Linked DNA regions of Mus musculus: all the other regions are linked to region 3. Evidence: chromatin contacts called from public ChIA-PET and HiChIP or PLAC-seq data. All regions are on one chromosome and are shown on one strand. The core of a region is the stretch at or near the end of the contact, and the rest is flanking DNA. Distances in the headings are between cores, read along the strand shown.

Region 1 (4,208 bases), core at 486-2,985, 400 kb after region 3:
AGGTGCCTAAACTCACACATCTACGGACTCTGAGGTCCGCTTCCCTTGAGATCATCTCTGCATGCGGATCACTGCCCTGAGGCTCTGAACTCACACTTTTGGCTTTCTGTTAACTCCCTGGGCATGGTGCAGTTGGGACAGACTATTTCCCTGAGAGCCCACCAGAGGGCAGACATGCTGCCAGGTCTGCCGGAGAACCACCGCTTTCTTAGAAGTAGGTTACAATATGTTAGTGTATAATTTATGTGCCTGTAGGCACTGTAAGGTAATATAATTGGCTTGTCAGAGCAGCGGCGTTGTTTGCTTTGAAATATGCCCATCAACAAGCGCTCTTAAAGCTGTTGGGAATGTGCTAGGACTTTCGATGCACTGATTTAGAGAAGCCCCTCAGGCTTACCTGGACCTCACTCATTAACTTTTTTCACATCGTGTTTAGAAGCACAGAACAAATTCATCAAAAACCATGGCGTGGTTTTCATTTCTGAGCCCGGCAAGCGCTCTTGCCACCACATGTGATGGCTTCCCTTAATAAACAGATGATTGTTTTTAGGATGTGATGGGTAACAGATATCTGTCCTAAGAAGGGTAATGGAGAAACGATGTTCTCTCCAAAGCTGCCTCGGAGAAGTTTGACAAAGCGGGTGTGTTAGCTTATGCATGTGTGCATATGCACTCTCTTACTGCAAGGGGGAGAGTGCCATTTTCTGAGCCTACATATGGGATGCCTTCTGGAGGAAAAAAAAAAAAAAACAACAAAAAACCTCAAAACCCTTCTGTTATCTGTCAAAACAGACAGCTAAGTGAGCAACTCCTAAGCCGTATGCAGAGATCCTGAGCGTCATCTTGCTGATTTCCCTCTCTTCTTATCTCTTAAGGGTGAGTAGTGGGAACACATCCCACAGGGAACTTGGTGCACAGCGGCTGCATCTTCACACGGCTGCCGAGGTGGGCCTTAATGGACGAAGACAGACAGGATGGAGGTGGAGCTTCAGAGTGCAAACCCCCCACCTTCAGGTCTTCTGTGGCTACCTCCGCAGTAGCCAGCAAACACTGGAAATAGGGCTTTAAACACGCCTTCAGTCAGGCTGCCTGGCACACGTCTGCAATGCAAGGCCTGAGGAGGTGGAGGAGGGAGAAAGTTCCAGGAAAGCCAGAGCTACACAGTGATGCTCTGTCAATTAGCCTTCTCCCCCAGAAGAGAAGACTTCATTTTAAGATCTAGCTACAGCTATACTCTGAGAAGGGAGCTTCCATGTCAGGACAGGCCCTCTGCGTTGTGTCGTCTGTTTCTGTGTAAATTTAGGATCCATGTGAGACAGAACTGATGGCCATAGATAGTCACCTATGCATCTAAGCACATATGTTCATCTAAGCGCAGTTGGTAGGCCAGAAAGGAGTGTGCAGAGGAGCTAAAGGCTCTGGAGTCTGTGATGGTTAGTGTCACTATCCGCTCAACTAAATCCAGAATCTGCTAGGAGACACAGCCCTGGGGGTGTCTGTGAAGGTGTTGTCAGAAAGAGTTAACGGAGGAGGGAAACCCGTGCTGAATGAGGGCAGTGCTATCCCACGGGCTGGGGTTCTGACTGCAGATGCAATGTGACCGACCAGCTTCGTCATGCACCTGACTTCACATCTTCCTTATGATGATGGGCTGTGCCCTCAGACTGTGGGGTACACGAACGCTTGCCTCTGTAAGTTGCTTTTGTTGGAACCGTGAGAAAAATAACCCACAGAAGAGCTTTAACCCACAGAAGGAAATAGGATCACACAAACACAAGATGGGAGGGTGTTGCCACACTGCTCTCTCCACCTGAGATAAAAGCAACCACCAGCCTCACAGGGAAGCCTAAGGAGAGAAACTTTGAGTTTGTTGTTCTTCCCTGGTTCCTAGTGGCCAAGGCTATCTGCTCACTCTCCCCTTGCTTTCCCTCACCATCAAGATGCATCCACTAAAGGAGCACTATATCCACTGCCCAATAGGGTCTTTTATTATTCTACTTTTATTCCTGTGTATGTGTGTACATCTGTGTTTCAGTATGTATGTGTGAGTGCAGGTGTCCTTGACGGCTGGAAGAAGGCATTGGATCCTCTGGAGCTGGAGTTACGGGAGGTAAACGTCCACCTCCTTTGAGATAGGATCTCTCTTATTGGCCTGGACCTCATCCACAGAGCTAGAGCAGGGTGGTCAGTAAGACTCAGGCATCCTCCTGTCTCTGTCTCCCCAAACCTGGGATTCCCATCTTGAGTCAGCACTCCCGGCATCCATGATCATGGTGATTCTCTTTTGTTCCAGATTTTTCTAGAAAATTTAGGGTCTTGTAACACACTGGTGACCTTTTTTTTTTTTTATCTGTTTGGCCAAGTTCAGCCCCCTAGCCCTCTGGGATGCAGAATTCTCTGGTGTTCTAGTGACAGGGCTGTGAAGGTCTCTTTACCTGGATCATGGATGAAGGAGCATTACCTACCACAAGAATCAGCAGATGGATGTCACTCTTTCTCAGGACTTCCATGTCTGTAAAACCCACAGAGCTGTTTTCTGCAGCAGAACACCGTGCTACCCACAGGTAGCCTTGCTCATCTGTCTCTACCTCCCAGCCACAAGCACAGGACCTTAGGTATCAGAGGTGCTTAATACTGTTCCAGGGAACCTCAAGCTACTCCAGTGCTCATTTGTTTTTGCTTCCTGAGATTGCATGAGAAATTTGACTCCTGTTGGTGGCGTGTGGAAAATGAGCTTCCGAGGCCATCTGGTGATTAATTTCAACCTTCAGAATGTCCTGGCTCTGCTTGTCCACATCCCCTGCTCTGGCCTCCTCCCCACACCTTCAGGAGTCCCTGGGGTCATTGCTTGCCAGGCCTGTGAGGGAATTTCGGAAACCTGCCTGACACTTTGCTTTATTTTGAAAAATGACTCAGTGTGGAGTCAGCTGTGGAGTGGTACGTGGTGATTTTGTATGTCAGACTGGAGGCATTCTGTGCCAATGCAGGGACCAGCATCCCTAAGCCCATGGCCCCCAGTGGAGGGGCAGGAACACTAAGGAAGTCCTGCTGCTCTGGGGTCATGATGGAGACAATTCTGTCTCCAGCTGCTCTTAACACAAACATTCTTATGAACGCTCCATTGAGTCTTCCTTGTCCTGGGCACACATTTGCAGACTTTCTGTTATGAACAACACATTATATGTCTATTTGTGTGCATGTTCAGACACTCTTTGGGCTGGAAACACAGTCGCTGAATGCATGTGTTGTCAGCTATTCATGTTTAGTTATGTTTATAATCGGATCTGGCTTCCTGGGTAAATGGAAGTCCTCACCTGATGTACAGTTCTGCGACTGCCATTTTGATTTGAATTATTAAGCTTTTATTATTATTATTTTTATTTAGAGCGTGTGCATGTACATGCTGTGTGCTGTGCATGCGAAGGTCAGATGACAGCCTCTGGGTGTCAGCTCCCTCATTTTATCACGTGCAGACTGGGGATCCAACTCAGACCATCACACCAGGCTTGCTAGCAAGCATCTTTACCTACTGAGCCATCTTGCTGGCCTTAGTTTTATTTTTAAGAATTCCTTCTGTGAGAATCTTTACCTGTGTAATGGATAGGATCACGTAGCCCCATCTCATCCCCAGCTTCTTGCCCATCGCCCTTCACGTCCTCTTTTCTACTTCATGCTGCAGTGCCAAGGCTGACTTCTCCCCTCGCCTTTTGTCCCCTTCTTTTTCTCCTTCCCCTTCTTCCTCTCTTCTTTCTCCTTTTCCCAATTCTCTCCCACCTCCCTTCCTCCTCTTCCCCCTCCTTTGCCCCCACCTTTCCTTGTTCCCCTTCACTCCTTCCTTAAGTCTAATTTGCCCCTTCCTCTCTTCCTTTCCCCTCCCCTCCTCCCCCTTTTCCTATTCCTTCCTTCCTCCCTCTCCCCTCCCCCTCTCCTTTCTCTTCCTTTCCCCCTCCCCTCCCCCTTTCTCTCCTTTCTTAAGTCTAATTTGGCCCCTCCCCTCCTCCTTCCCCCTCCCTCTCCCCTCCTCCCCCTTTTCCTATTCCCTCCTTCCTCTCCCCCCTCCTCTCCCTTCTCTTTCTCTGTCCTTCCCCCTTCCCCTCCCCCTTCCCCTCCCCCTTCCCCTCCCCCTTCCCCTCCCCTTTCCCCTCCCCCTTCCTCTCCCCCTCCTTCCTTAAGTCTAATTTGGCCTTCCCATATAGACATGGATATGG
Region 2 (3,771 bases), core at 693-3,192, 320 kb before region 3:
GGTCCACTCCTAGAATAAGGTAAAACAGCAGGGTGAGCAGGAGGCTGTTCTCAGCAGCTAAGCTAAGGGAACTTAGTTACAATAAATATTCACTCATTTCATTCCTATCACCTATTAGAGCAGCGGGGACTGAGAAGCCTGGGATGATCAACAGAAGGTAAGACATATGCAAGGCTGAGCCTCAGAGTTCTTTCAATTGTGGACAGGGTAGAGGCAAGTGTTTTGTCTTGTCATAATGCCCAACAAAGCATGGAAGAAGCATGAAGCCCAAGACAGGATGATGATGATGATTAAGAATAAACAGAATGACCTGAGAAATTTTAAATTATAAGTATTACTGAAGTCAACTTTAAAATAAACTTTACAGATTATTTGTATGTGAACTTGGACTATCAATTACTGATGTAACACAGCACCAAGGAGCACAACGTAGCTGAGACTTAGTAGTACAGGAAAGAGTCCATCTTTACAGTTTAGGCAGAAAGAACTTGCTCCCACTGAGTACTAATGATAATGTTTCTTTAGAAAAGACCACTAATAGCTAGAAGAAAACAGACATAAAACATGAGCTATGAAAAAAAAAAAAATAGCCAGGCGTGGTGGCACACGCCTTTAATCCCAGCACTTGGGAGGCAGAGGCAGGCAGATTTCTGAGTTCGAGGCCAGCCTGGTTTACAAAGTGAGTTCCAGGACAGCCAGGGCTACACAGAGAAACCCTGTCTCGAAAGAAAAAAAAAAAAAAGTCCCTGTATTTCAGTAACAGACAACCGGCTCTCTTACATGAGCCTGTCTCAGTATCCCTTGTACTATGTCAACCTTATGAAGGCAGGAAGCTCTGCATCAGGCAGGCTGACATCCACACCTTGATGTACAGCCCTGACTCCTCCAGCAGCAGGCTTCTCTCCATCCACCAGTTTCTACCTCATCCAAGACCAGGACTGCGTTGAAATGATGAAACAACAAACTCATCCAAATGTGACTAACGTAGTCTCTGGGATTAACATTTAGACCTTTCTCCTCATTGTCATCCTTTCAATGTACCTATTTGCCAATAATTTCAAAACACCCCAACTGAAAAACAAAATAAAAACAGACCCTTCTCATACTTTTCCTCCCTGGTCAAAAAAGCCCACAACCTAGTTACCACTAGGTTCTTCATCTCACTCTGTTAGTTTTTACTAAAGTGTACGTGGAGACCCTTCCTCTGCTAATGAACGACCTGAGTCATTGGATCTGTGGCGCCGTTTAGGATCCCTTTCATCCTGAACTTGCTTTGGTTTGGCATTATTTTAGGTCACTGGTTCCTTGAATCCTTCCATGTCTTTCTTCTCTTCATCTTTTTTTTAAAATTATTTTTATTAGGTATTTTCTTCATTTACATTTCAAATGCTATCCCAAAAGTCCCCCATACCCTCCCCTCCACACCTCTTTAAAAGATGAAGAGAAGATTTTCAAATTCTCTTCATCTTTTAAAGAGATACTGCAAGTAGCTTCTTCAGAAAAGATAACAGAGAAATAACACATGGAGGCCTTGGGTGTCCCAAAGGTTGTCTTTCTAGTGTAACTGGTGTGGGTCTAGGAATTCTAGGTAAACCTCACTATTTACTTTTTGTGTTTCATTTTTGTTTTTCCCAAAAGTGCATCATTATGATGCTATAATCTTTTTTTTAATAACATTTTTACTGATTCTCCGGGAAATTCACATCATGCACCCCAATCACACTCACTCCTCAGGTCTTCCCTTCCCTTCCTCTCACCTTTGTGACCTCTCCCATCCAAAAAAAAAAAAAAAAAAAAAAAAAAAAAAAAAAAAAGTAAAAATAAGAATAAAACATAGAAATATAAAAACAAGTCCAATTTGTGTTATTTATAAACCCACTGGCACACTGTCAAACTCTCAGTGGCCGTCCTTAAATAGAAATGGGTACTTCCCCTCCCTCATCCCTGCCAAAAGACATCAACTGAGAAGAGCTACACTTCAGACAATGCTATAATCTTTACACTGTCTCTCCTCTGACAAGTTTCATCATTTCCCCTTTATTTTCTCTTAAGGAGCTGCAAGTTAGTTCTCTTCTTGTGGCAGAACACTAACAGACCTCTTTCAGATAGATCGTTTATTTTGATTGATTGTTTGCCCCTAGAAGAGATCTCGAGTGTCCCGTGCCTTGAGGAAATGCCTCTGTGGCTGAGACTATTTTCAGGACACTGTAAGTGCTCTGAGAGAGTACCTTTGGCTGCAGGACTTGCCTGTTATGCCCAAACATGGAGCCGTGTTAGCTTTCATTTCTTGGAGAGTATGCATGTTCATGAGGACTGGGCAGAGGTGGCCATTTCCCACAGGTTCCTTCTTTCAGGTCTTTGCTGAGGGATACCCAGGATGTCGAGACTGTACCCAAGTGTAGTGGTTCTCACTTTGCCTCTCCTTCACATTTTAGCACTTGTCATTGTTTCTCATGTTCTCTTGCTACATACTGACTGGCATTTTGGAACAGACAGGAGCAGCAGAGGTAAACATATTTCCAAGTTGCCAAATTCACCAACTGTAAATCCCAGTGCTGTGAATACGGCTTTCCTATCTAGTTCATGAATATAAGCCTCTTCAGAACCACTTTCACCCTTCACCTCTTCTTGAGATCCAGAAGAGTCAAGACTACTGCCTAGTTGATTGATGAGCCTTCTATGGGAATTATCAGTAAGGTAACTTTGGACACTTGCTTTTATGGATTGGAAATGCAGTTTACTACACATGTTTTCAAAGAGAAGTTGATTCAGCTAGGCAGAAGAGCTCCAATGGGCTGCTGGAAAAAAATGCTTAAAAATAGTATTTGAGTCAATATTTAATTCATTATATTTTATCTTACTTTGTCCCAACAAAGATTCAAACTGGTATATTCAAACAGAAAAAAAAAAATCAACAATTGAGTATTTAACTCTATGGAACTGAACCTGTCACCATGTCAGAATGAAGTTTCAATTTTTCGTTATGTGGTGTCCTCTTCTGTTTTAGTGCACAGTAAAGGTAGAAAATGTCTTATCTAACCATACAACAAGCACTTTTTACTTTCTAGATAATTTCTTAATTACAGCTACAGTAAAATTAGGGACTGCAGTGTGATCCAAAAACTGCTGAAATTCTAGAAGACAGTGGGACTGTTAGTGTTTTCAAATACAGAGGGAAAGGCCAGGTCTTGGAAAACTTAAGGAACTTGACCAAGGTCACAGGTACCAGGGCATATGGACCTGGAATATCAAGGTGGTTCTTTTTTCAATGATGAAATTAAAACTTATAAAGCCTGTAGAGTAGTGAGCAAGATATTCAAAAGGAAAGGGATCATACACACAAGAAAGAAAAACTGAGAGTAGGAACTGTTCAAAAGCCTTTTTTTTTCTTTTTAAAAAATTGGATATTTTCTTTATTTACATTTCAAATGTTATCCCCTTTCCCGCACCCCCCCCCAACTCCCTATCCCATCCTCCCGCCCCCTGAGGGTGTTCCTCCACCCACCCACCCTCTTCCACCTCCCTGCCCTCAGTTCCCCTACACTGGGGCATCTATCGAGCCTTCATAGGACCAAGGACCTCTCCTCCCATTGATGCATGACAAGGCCATCCTCTGCAACATATGCAGCTGGAGACGTGCACTCCTTTGTTGATGGTTTAATCCCTGGGAGCTCTTGGGGAACTGGTTGGTTGATATTGTTGTTCTTCCTATGGGGTTGCAAACCCCTTCAACTCCTTTGATCCTTTCTCTAACTCCTCTATTGGGGACCC
Region 3 (3,793 bases), core at 1,075-3,574:
TTTGTGTTTCTTGGCTTTTGTTTGTTTGTTTGTTTGTTGTTTATGAAGACAGGGGTTTCTCTTTGTAGTCCTGACTGTTCTGGACAAGACTGGCCTTGAACTCAGAAATTCACCTGCCTCTGCCTCCTGAGTGCTGGGATTAAAGGCCACCACCATCAGGCTTGTTTGTTGTTTGCTTTCTAAAGGGAGAAAGAAAGATGTGTGAGCAGATGAGTTGGGCATCAGGGTAGCCCTGAAAAAAAGGAGAAATGGCTTTAGAAGACCAGGGCCAAGCCACCCGAAGGTGGGAAGAGCCGAGGAGAAAATGACAGAGGGAAAACCTGTCGTCTGAATAGATTGCATGAAACGATATGTTTTCAACTTAAAAATAAGAACAAATCACATATATGTAAATATATCACATATTTGTGTATATATCCTACCTACCTACCTACCCGTCTGTCTGTCTATATCTATCTGTCTGTCTATCTAATCTATCTAAATATTCACATCCATGAGCAGTAGGGTCTCCGGCAGTCTCTGAAGAACTCTCGCCAAATTTCTTCTACAAGCACCAGGAGGAAAAGGATGAAGCTGTCTCAAGACCAAGCTCGGTGTCTTTGCCTTTTAAACAAGAGTACAAAAGAGATCCTCCTACCTTCTCTTGCTGCAAACAAAGGGACTTCCCTCGAGTGCTTTAGGGTGAGGATCGAGCACCCCCGTGTGGTGGTGAGTCCTACACTGCATCGTCAGGACGCGGACCTTTAGAAATCAAGTCCTTTAAGTTTCTATATACACCAGAGATTTCAAACGTTTTCAGTGTTAGAAAAAAATTAAAAGAATAAAAACTGTTCTGGGCTGGTGCTGTAGGAGGGGTATAACTCAGTGGTATAACATGCTCGCCTAGCATTCATGAAGCCCTGGGTTGAGTCCCCAGGACCACACACAGCTTCCAAGTCTATAATTGCAGTACTCAGGATCTGGAAGCAGGGAGATTTGAAGTTCAAGGTCATGTTTAATTACATAGTGAGTTAGAAGCCAGTCTGGGATACATGAGACTTTGTCTTAAAACAAACAAAAAACAAACAAAAACAAAAAACAAAACACCCAACCAACCAACTAAATAAACAAAACCCAGCAACATTAAGAAAAAAAACGGGACCTGTTTTATACCAATGCATGTTGGAATCGCTGTATTTCAGCCTGCCAAATCAAATAAGGTCTTTTGACATTAATTTCACCAGCATTTTCTATGTTTTACTGGGATGAGCACACTTGTACACAGGGCTCGTGCTGTTTATATCACAGTACAGAGTTTAACCCTACTGAGCCTCATTACAAGCTTTGGCTGAACTTAACAAACAGCAACAAATGGGTCTTTGGCTACCTGACCTAGGCTGGGCAAATAGTCAAGGAGGCAGGAAGTGGGAGGCTGGGCCCTTTGCTCTCTCTCTGCCTGTTTATTGGAGTCCTGACCTGAGGTTAGGGAGAGGTCCTGAGGCACTGAGGCAGAGCTGACTCCGGAAATTTCCAAAGCACGAGGGAACAGTGTGAGCAGCATGTGATCACCACATATCTGACACGCAGGACATTTGCTTTGCTGTGCATCTGACAGTGAGCATAGATGCCACGCTGGGGGCTGTGTTGCAGACCACTCTGGCTGGGCGATCCCTTGTCATCAAGGTGGCCTCTGTCCCATGGGAGCGCTTCACTGAAAGAGTCCCTACCCTCACAGGCCCTTTAGGGACTCTGTGGTTGCCACTGGAGATGAACCTACCTCCTTGTGTGTCTAAGAGGAGTGAGACCCGGTTTCCCCGATTCTAAAAAACAATTTGTGGATGCTTTCGGTGGCGTTAACCCATTTTTTTCCTTGACCTCAGATGCACGAGCAGACACTGCAGGTATCAGGGGGCTCTCTGGACTTTAGAACCCCATGCTCCTTAACCATGACAATCCTCTATATATGGGAAACAATATTTTGTTTACTTAGTCTAGTCAAGAATACCATTAAATCTCTATTTCAACTTGACAGGACCTACAACCACCCAGGAGAGAGAGCTTTGGGTGCGTCTGTAAGGAAGTCTCTAGACTGCATTGACTGCACCGATTGTTATTGTCCTAAATGTGGGCAGTACTGTTCCTTGGGCTGGAATCCACGCTGCCTGGAAACGAGAGCATAAGCTAGGAACATGAGGGTTGATCTCCAGTTAAAGCTCAATGGCGATACAGTCCATGGTGGCGGGGAAGTCCCGGCCACAGGAGCAGGAAGCAGCGGTCATACCGGTAACAGTTAGGAAGCTGACGGAGAACAAGGAGGGAGGCTTAAACCTCCAGGCCTGCTCCTAGTTTAACCTACTTCCTCCAGTGAAGCTCCGCCTCCTAAAGGCTCCAAAACCACCACCCTCAGGGTACTGTTCAAAGAAATGACCCTAAAGGAGAATTTCATATTCTCACCACAACACCGTGAATACCTCACACACTAGGAGAAGATAGTAGATGGCTGATTACTCTGGGGATTCTAATAAAAAACAAGTAAACAACGCGATGAGTTTTAAGTTACGATAGTGCAGCTATAAACCAAACGGTGTGTGGCAGGGCGCAGGCTGCCAGCCTCTGTGAGGACCACGGCCATGTCGCGGGGTATTTGAACTAAGGTGTTGGACGATCAGAGGCTTTGCTATGGGGCAATGTGGTATGTTTGTGGAAGGGGACGCGGCAGTGTGGATGGAGAAGGGGTAAGCGTTTGGAGATGAAGTCAGAGGTGGGTGGGTGACAGCTCCCATCTCTGCTAGTCAGTTACTCTGTGAGTGCCCCAGGAGCTGAGGCAAGGGGAGGCCACAGCCTGCGGGGGGTGGGGGGGGATCCTTGGGCTGCTGGGAGGAGCAGGGAACTGAAGACCCTTTAAAGGCATGTAAGGCATGGATGTGCTGAACGTGGGTGAGTGGTCTCTGGAGGTCTAGAATCAGAGCTTGCCCAAGGCCAAGGAGTAACAGGCTCAGGATGCCTCAGATGTCTGAATGGTTAAGGATACAGGTGGAAATACTGCTTTTGTGGGGAGAGGGTGTGGGGCGGAGCAGGAGTGGAGGAGTGTAATACCTTAGATGTATTGCATCAAGTTTATGCTAAAATCACGTTGGCCTGTCAGTAAGTAGCTGAGCACCTGGCAGCTGGGGGACCAGCAAGACGCGGGGGGGGGGGGGGGGACACGACCCTGGAGCACCTTCCAACACCAGTTCTGGGCATACTGATGGCTATTAGGGTTTTTATTGCTGCAACAAAAGGCAAGTTGGAGAAGGAAAGAACTGACTTGGCTTACACTTCCATACTGCTGTTCCACCATCGAGGGAAATCAGATCAGAACCCCGGGGGGGGGGGGCGGGGCGGGCAGAGCTGATGCAGAGGCCATGGAGGGGTGCTGCTCACTAGGTTTCTTCCCCTGAATCACTCAGCCTGCTTCCTTATGGAAAGAACCCAGGACCATCGGGCCAGCGATTGCACCGCTCACAATGGCTGGGCCCTCTCCAACAGATCACTAATTTTAAAAAATGCCTTAAAGCTAGATCTTAGGGAGGCATTTTCTCAATTGAGGTACCCTCCTTTCGGTTAACTTTAGTTTGTATGTCAAGTTGACATGAGACTAGCCAGCCCAGTTGTCCTTCTTTCTTAATGGTCCTGATTGTGATCAAAGCCCTGGGTGGCCCTAAGTGGTCCAAGAGTCCATTTTCTGACCAATGAGATGTGCAGTTTGGGCGGCAGTTCTTAGTTTAAAAACCATGCATCAAGCTATTCTCCCTCTAGGTTTTGGAATGTATAC

The links. ChIA-PET counts read pairs in DNA pulled down with a chosen protein or histone mark. HiChIP or PLAC-seq counts read pairs in DNA pulled down with a chosen protein or histone mark.
Region 1: an RNA polymerase II ChIA-PET map of memory CD8 T cells shows a contact between it and region 3, with 7 read pairs. The contact joins two enhancer-like sites. A contact is called at or near these places in 1 of 15 datasets of contacts at CTCF or cohesin (embryonic stem cells), 2 of 484 Hi-C or Micro-C datasets (both in embryonic stem cells) and 1 of 115 datasets of contacts at active chromatin or transcription factors (memory CD8 T cells).
Region 2: an H3K27ac HiChIP or PLAC-seq map of microglia shows a contact between it and region 3, with 5 times the contacts expected there. The contact joins two enhancer-like sites. A contact is called at or near these places in 1 of 15 datasets of contacts at CTCF or cohesin (the NIH/3T3 cell line), 1 of 484 Hi-C or Micro-C datasets (bone marrow-derived macrophages), 5 of 115 datasets of contacts at active chromatin or transcription factors (bone marrow-derived macrophages, embryonic stem cells, microglia and 1 more) and 2 of 9 other capture datasets (embryonic stem cells and liver).

Annotation. Positions count from the first base shown.
Region 1 is chr13:8,781,383-8,785,590 of GRCm38.p6, reverse strand. No RefSeq gene overlaps it. Among named protein-coding and RNA genes, the nearest start is that of Wdr37, 88 kb to the left of the region's middle. Within about 2 kb of position 1,735, at least 19 of the 459 cell types and tissues checked have an H3K27ac peak or open chromatin away from gene starts, as enhancers often do. A contact at or near this core is called in memory CD8 T cells, where this site is marked.
Region 2 is chr13:9,502,817-9,506,587 of GRCm38.p6, reverse strand. Dip2c (disco interacting protein 2 homolog C) reads right to left here. Exons shown (of 37, transcript NM_001081426.2): 3 at 1-9. Among named protein-coding and RNA genes, the nearest start is that of Gm36423, 170 kb to the left of the region's middle. Within about 2 kb of position 1,942, at least 8 of the 459 cell types and tissues checked have an H3K27ac peak or open chromatin away from gene starts, as enhancers often do. A contact at or near this core is called in microglia, where this site is marked.
Region 3 is chr13:9,178,967-9,182,759 of GRCm38.p6, reverse strand. No RefSeq gene overlaps it. Among named protein-coding and RNA genes, the nearest start is that of Larp4b, 87 kb to the right of the region's middle. Within about 2 kb of position 2,324, at least 84 of the 459 cell types and tissues checked have an H3K27ac peak or open chromatin away from gene starts, as enhancers often do. A contact at or near this core is called in memory CD8 T cells and microglia, where this site is marked.